Linked DNA regions of Mus musculus: region 1 is linked to region 2. Evidence: chromatin contacts called from public HiChIP or PLAC-seq data. All regions are on one chromosome and are shown on one strand. Each heading gives the region's core, a stretch centred on a gene start, on an enhancer-like site or on the middle of the called end of the contact. The rest is flanking DNA. Distances are from core to core; before and after follow the strand shown.

Evidence for each region. HiChIP or PLAC-seq counts read pairs in DNA pulled down with a chosen protein or histone mark.
Region 1: an H3K4me3 HiChIP or PLAC-seq map of bone marrow-derived macrophages shows a contact between it and region 2, with 2.7 times the contacts expected there. The contact joins the promoter of Cacnb1 here to the enhancer-like site in region 2. A contact is called at or near these places in 6 of 39 promoter capture datasets (the C10 cell line, embryonic stem cells, hippocampal neurons and 3 more), 1 of 15 datasets of contacts at CTCF or cohesin (large pre-B cells), 5 of 484 Hi-C or Micro-C datasets (the N1E-115 cell line, bone marrow-derived macrophages, cerebral cortex and 2 more), 15 of 115 datasets of contacts at active chromatin or transcription factors (CD8 T cells, the SCID.adh cell line, T-cell acute lymphoblastic leukemia and 9 more) and 3 of 9 other capture datasets (adipose tissue, liver and pancreatic islet).

What each region holds. Positions count from the first base shown.
Region 1 is chr11:98,020,806-98,024,218 of GRCm38.p6, reverse strand. It overlaps Cacnb1 (calcium channel, voltage-dependent, beta 1 subunit), which reads left to right and starts at 1,592. Exons shown (of 14, transcript NM_001282977.1): 1 at 1,592-1,877. The coding sequence starts at 1,794. It also overlaps a transcript of Rpl19 not described here.
Region 2 is chr11:97,934,717-97,937,921 of GRCm38.p6, reverse strand. All of the region lies in intron 9 of Plxdc1 (plexin domain containing 1), which reads left to right. Among named protein-coding and RNA genes, the nearest start is that of Plxdc1, 50 kb to the left of the region's middle. Within about 2 kb of position 1,826, at least 43 of the 459 cell types and tissues checked have an H3K27ac peak or open chromatin away from gene starts, as enhancers often do. A contact at or near this core is called in the N1E-115 cell line, bone marrow-derived macrophages and pancreatic cancer cells, where this site is marked.

The DNA.
Region 1 (3,413 bases), core at 343-2,842, 87 kb before region 2:
CTGCCTCTGCCTCCCGAGTGCTGGGATTAAAGGCGTGCGCCACCATGACTGGCTCCGGCTTCATCTTCTTATCTCTCTGCTCTCTGAGCTGGATGGAGGAGGAAGAACTGGTCCTCTTGCCACAGATGGCTCCCATGCTGCTCATTAAGCACCCCCAGAAGCCCAGCCATCATTTTTTTGTTGTGGGACTTTTTTTGTTTGTTCATTCATGTTTTTTTTTAAGGTTTATTTTATTTATATGAGTTACTGTAGATGTCTTCAGACACATCAGAAGAGGGTATCAGAAGCCATTACAAACGGTTGTGAGCCAACATGTGGTTGCTGGGAATTGAACTCAGGACCTCTGGAAGAGCAAATAGCTAGTGCTCTTAACCACTGAGCCATTTCTCCAGCCTCCTTGTTCATTCATGTTTTGTGACAGGGTCTCTCTATGTAGCTAAGGCTGGCCTCAAACTCATGATGTGATCTAGGCTGGCCTCAAGCCCCCAACATGGCTGTACACCATCAGACCCAGCTTCTGGGCCTCTTACTGTTCTCTCATCTTGCCAAGAATTTCAGTGGGCAAAGATACCATAGTATTAGCAACACTGTAGGAAACAAAGAATGCTTGTTTGTTTATTTGAGACGGGGCTTCTCTATGTAGCCCAGGTTGTCCTGAGGGTCACTATGTAAATGAGGCTGACCTGCCTCTGTCTCCATAGTGTTGGGATTAAATGTGTGCTCCACCACTGCTTGGTGGAGGTCGACCCTTTTAGGATCCAATAACCAGCTGAGCCGGAGCCACAGTTCTGGGACATTTGTTCCTCAGTCAAGGATAAAGGAGAGAGACAACCCTAGGTCAACAGTCATGGTGTATAATTTTGAATAGCTCCTCCCCCCGTTTATACTTCCTCCTCTTCCCCTTCTCTTAGAAGCAACAGGGACTTGCCAAGCCTGACTCCTGGCCTTTTGGAAGAGCCTATGAGACCTCAGTAACTGATGAGGTCGAAGCATTCCTGGGTCCCTGGATAGCAATCCTAATGTCCCTGGTGGCCTTCTTTGGACACTCACCCCATCATCCAGGCCCGGCTGGGGCCAGTAGACCTAGAGCCCGGTTGGAGAGGGAGGTCTACTCAGCTAGTTTCATGGCGGCCTGGGCCTGACACTGGGGAGAAAGGAGTTAAAGGCAGGTCCCAGGATCACAGGGACCGGGAAGTTCCGGTGGCCCAAGCTAGAGTCGCTCAGGGAGACCAGCTGAGAGAGTAGTTTGGGACAGAAAGGGAGGCGGTACCAGTCATACCGAGCGGCGTTTCACCACCTCCCCACCCCCCCATCAACGCTTGGCACACACTGGTAAACGCCCCCCACCTCCATCCCAGCCTCAAGGCCGGTTTCCCCTTAGTCCCCTGCAGGCCGCCCTCATCCCAGTCTAATCGGAGGACAGCGATCGAGCCCCTCCACGTTCTGGAGGCCAGCGGGGCTACGCCACTCGGCCATTGTCTGCGCGCAGCCGGTTGAGGGGCTCGAGGGGCGGGGCCGCGGCGCGGGGCGGGAGCGAGGGAGGGGCGGGGGGAGATGCTGAACCTTCAGGGGCGGAGGCGGCGGCGGCGGCGACGGCGGCAGCGGCCGCAGAGAGCACAGCGCGAGCCGGGAGGGCAAGCAAGGCGGCGAGCGTGCAGCCGGAGGTCCAGCTGGGAGACTGCACCCGGTGCTGGCTGCGCGACGCCGCGCTGCTCTGGGCTCGGACGGCCTCTCCCATGCGCTGAGAGCGCCCGGCTGGGCTGGGAGGGCGGCCGGACCGGAGGATCCTCTCCATGGTCCAGAAGAGCGGCATGTCCCGGGGCCCTTACCCACCTTCCCAAGAGATCCCTATGGAGGTCTTCGACCCCAGCCCACAGGTAAGGCGAGGTGGCAAGCTCGAGGGAAAGGGCCGCTCCTACGGATCTTGGGGTCGGCTTGGAAAGCCCCGGGAAGGAAAGGGTTATATGCCCCGCGTGGATGGGAGAGGGGTGTCTGCGCGACCCTCCATTCTCGAGGGTTAATGATCGATGGACTATTGGTCCGAGTCGGGTTGCGGTGCTGCGGAGCGGAGAGGAGGCGGTTGGAATGCCTGTCAACCTCGCCTCCAGGTCTCCCCCGCGTCCAGGTTCCTGCTGCTGGGGTACTGGCTCCAGCAGGCTGACAGCGGGGATGCTGATGGGGGTTGGGGGGAATCCAGGCCTTGAGAAGCGGAGTTGGAGGGAGGCTGGAGAGCGAATCGGGCGAGGGGGGCGACGCAGAGCACGTTTAGGGGCGCTAGTGGGTGTGGGTGGGGCGGGGGTAATACTGGGAAAAGGCCTAGACGATGGTCAGAGGGCGTTGCCAACAGGCCTTCGAAGGCTCAGACATTGGCTTTCGAAGGTGGAGAAGAGATCAGCTCAGGGAGGCCCTCCCCTAGTCACCTGGTCTCCATCCCTGTCTTGGATGTTTCCCTACTCCCAACACCCACATTAGCTTACCCCACCCCCTGCCCCAAGGGGTGGGAGCCGCCAAAGTTTGGAAAGTTGGATGGGTGCCAACTCACTGTCTTGGAGTGGAGGTCGCTGTTTTACCTGGGGGAGGGGCGCTGCCCTCTAGCACGTTCACTTTTCCTATGTGCCTGGGTTATTCCTAGGTAGGGGCGTTCTTGGGCATACAAGGTCCCCCTAGAATGACCAGCAGGGCATGTGGTGGCCATGCCAGGGGATTTCTCTAGGACTTGTCCTTCTCCAAGGATAGCATTAACACTTGCATTGCTGTGGCCAGCCTGGAGCAACTGTAAGCAACATGATGTGGTTGATGGGTGTGTATGGGGGGGGGGGTCAGGTCAGACCTAAAAATACTTCGTCTCTCCACCCCAGGCCCCTTGGAGTCTGGGAGGCAGCTGACTGATGCCTTCCTTTCAGCTGTCCCCTGTCCCTCTGAAGGCCACTCCCTTTGCCCAGCTGGGGTGAGGTAGTGCTGTGAAAGAGTCTTGAGGTTCACTGTAGAATGCTCTTAGGTCTGTAGAGAGCCTCAAAACTAGTTTAGCTGTATGCTCAGTTTTAGAGAAGGAAAGAGGATCATAGAATATTCAGTCCTATTATTCGTGTGTGTGTGTGTGTGTGTGTGTGTGTGTGTGTGTGTGTGTGTGTGATAGAATCTTATATAGTCAATGCTGGCCTTGAACTTATGATCCTCCTGCCTCTACCTCCAAAGAGTAGAGAATCACAGGTGTGAGTCACTATGCCTGGCTCACCAGCTTCCTTGTCACCAGGTCTCAGGAGCCAGAGCCTGCAGTGTCGCTGAGGTGCCTCTAGGCTCTTTGGTCAAAGAAAGTCTGGGATAGAGGTTAGGGGCAGGAGCTTTTGGGCATTCTGCCCATCCTGTACTGGGCAAGGGCCAAGAATATGAAATATGAGTGTGTGTGTGTGTGT
Region 2 (3,205 bases), core at 577-3,076:
TGGATGAGATTCAGTTTTGTGGTTAAAGTTCTTAAACCCAACTTATCCTTGTTCTGAAATCATCTCCTTATAGATTAGACTCACAATTAAACCTCTGTTCTTCTAGCCAAGATAAATAAATGGTGGGAAAGTCTCTTTTGAGGATGATGGCTCTCCTGAGAGTGTGAAGCCCCACGAATTCCAAGAGCCTTTAAGGCCATCCTGAAAATGTCAGAACTGCAGGCTCCAGGTCTCTGTGCAGCTGTTGCACAGCTGTCAGCATCTCAACTGCTTCCTTCCAACATCCCAGAGCAGAAATAGAAGCTCTTGATCCTACAGCCTGCTGGCCTGGCACACTGGAGGCAAACCACCCATCAGGGAGCAGTGGGCATGGGATGCACAGGGGCTCAGCCTCCCTACTGTTCTTCCTTCCAGCTGTGCCCAGGATCTTTTTCTTGGGACCTCAGTTCCTTTACCCCATGAAAAGGCCAGCATTTGTGACTCGGGGAGGTGTGGGTGTGGCAGACACTGTTATGGCAGCTTCTGCAGTGCCAGGTAGCATTTTACCAAACACAACCAGGGCCCCTAAGAGGAAAGGCACAGAGCCCCAGAAGAAGTAGCTGGCCTAGCCCCTTAGCTGTCTTCCAGTTACTGCCTGTAGAGTGTGAGAACCACCTGCAAGGCTTGGTAAAAAGGCCAGCTGGGCTGGGTGTGGTGGTGTAGGCTTTTAATCCTAGCATGTAGGAGACAGAGGTAGGCCGATAGCTATGATATTTAAAGTCATCCTGATTTACATTGTGAGTTCCGGGACAGCCAAGGCTTCGTAGTGAGACCCTGTCTCAAAGAAACAAAACAAAGCAAGCCAGGTCAGGGCTGGAGAGGTGAGTCAGCTGTTACTAACACTGGCTGCTCTTTCAGAGGGACACTGTTCAAATCTCAGCCCTCATAGTAGCTAACCAGCTGCAATTCCAGCTCCAAGGATCTATCGCCCTCTTCTGACCTCTGCAGGCACTGCATGCTCATGGTACACAGATAATACATGCAGGCAAAACACCCAGATATGTTAAAAAAAATTTTTTTTAAGATAAATCTTAAAAAACAAAACAAAACAAAACAAAAAAACATCTGGTCTTAGTGGCACATGCCTATAATTCCAGCACTTGAGAGGAAGGTCATCTTTAGTTGTGTAGTGACTCTGAGACCAGCAGACAACAAAATGTGATCCTGAGAGACAAAGATCCCAAAAGCATCATTTTGGAGTGCTTCATCTCATACATTTTTCTTTCTTTCTTCATCTCATACATTTTCTTCCTTCCCTCTTTCCTTCCTTTCTTTACTTTCTCTTTCTCTCTATTTCTTCCTTTTTAAGATTTTATTTATTTTATGTATATGAGTACACTGTTGCTGTCTTCAGACACATCAGAAAAAAAGGCATCGGACCCCATTACATATGGTTGTGAGCCACCAAGTCACAACTGGGAATTGAACTCAGGACCTCTAGAAGAGCAGTCAGTGCTCTTAACCACTGAGCCATCTCTCCAGCCCCATTTTTTTTTAAAAAAGGTTTATTTATATTTTATATGTAGAGTTTATGTGTACTTTCATGCAGTGCCTAAGGAAGCCAGGGGATGTCGTTGGATCACTTGTAACTAGAGTGACAGGTGGTTGTGAGCTACCATGTGGGTACTGGGAATTGAACCCATATCCTTTGCAAGATCAGCCAGTACCCCTATCTCATGCATTTTTAAAGCTGAGGCATGTTTTCTGAGCCTTAGGGTGATGCCTGAGGTGACCTCACATGGTCCCTGGGATCCTGGGGCTCCTGCCAGGTATGACTCAGCATCCAACCCATGCTGAGTCATAGGGAAAAAAAATTAAAGACGGCTCCTGCAGACAAAGCAGTCTCTCCCTTCACCACCAACCCCAGTTAGTGGCCACACCCAACTTAGAGACAAGGCAGTGTAATGAGACCCGGAGTTCCCTGGTGTAAAGATGCTGGCCAGGTGGGGGAGTTTGGGGGCTCTGCTGGTGGGTTGTACCTCTGTTAAAGCAGAGATGCTCTATCAGAGGGTACAAGGGAGCAGAAACTACTCATTTCAGGCCGACACCCACAGCACCGTGGGCTCACTCCAGCCCCTGCTTCCCCCAGCCAGCTCTCTAAGAGCCTCAGCTCCAAATGAGAGTTAATCCTAGGTTCCTGAAAAGCCAGAGGCATACCTGTGAGTCTCTTCTCCCTCTCTTCCATTCCCCCACTCAGGGCCTCCCTTCCCTGCTGTGAGAAGAACAATCTCACTGACCATGCAGGTACCTTGTTTGTATTCTACAATTGTCCCGTTGATTCACAGAGGAGTCCAAGGGTGGCTTCAGCCCTGCAGTTGCTTAGTACTTCTCACCTCACCGTAACATCATGAGGGTCCCTGGGAATGGGTCTGGTGCGGTGGCTGACATTCAAGAGGCACTCAGTAAGGCCCGTTCTCACTCCCTTCTCTGAGACAGTGTTGGCTAGCTCGAGGCTTAACATGTGGTGCGGTTGAACCCAAACTGAAAACTTGGGGTTGTGGTGGGTTTTGGTTTTTTGGTTTTTGATTTGTTTATGCATATGAATGTTTTGCCTGAATGTAAGTCTGTGCACCGTGTACATGCCTGGAACCCTTGGAGGCCAGAAGAGGACACTGGATCCCCTGGAACTGGAGTTACAGAAAGTTGTGATTTTCCATGTAGTTGCTGGGGACAGAACCTTGGTCAACTTGCTGTATACACCAGGAGGGCCTTGAACTGATTCTTGGCCATACACTGCTGCAACCGCTATGGAGACTCAGACTATTCTGTTTGTTTGTTTTTCAAGACAGGGTTTCTCTGTGTAGCCTTGGCTGTCCTGGAACTCACTCTGTAGCCCAGGCTGGCCTCAAACTCAGATCCACCTTCCTCTGTCTCCAGAGCGCTGGAATTAAAGGCGTGCGCCACCACTGCCAGACCCAACCCAGTCTTAGAGGAATCCGCCAACATCACCAAAGAAGCCTGAGTTCCAGTCTCCAAAGTCCTCTTTGTCCTCCATCCCCTAAATAGTGGGCTAGGATATCATGAAAGCAGGAGTGACTGACCCAGCTCAGCCCCTGTGGATGGCCTCGGGAAGCATTGCTTTGCCTTGCTGGAGTGTGGGCACATGGCAGATGCTGTGACTGAGTTAGCTTGCTGAGCATGCTCTCTCTGTGCTAGTGGCTTAGGA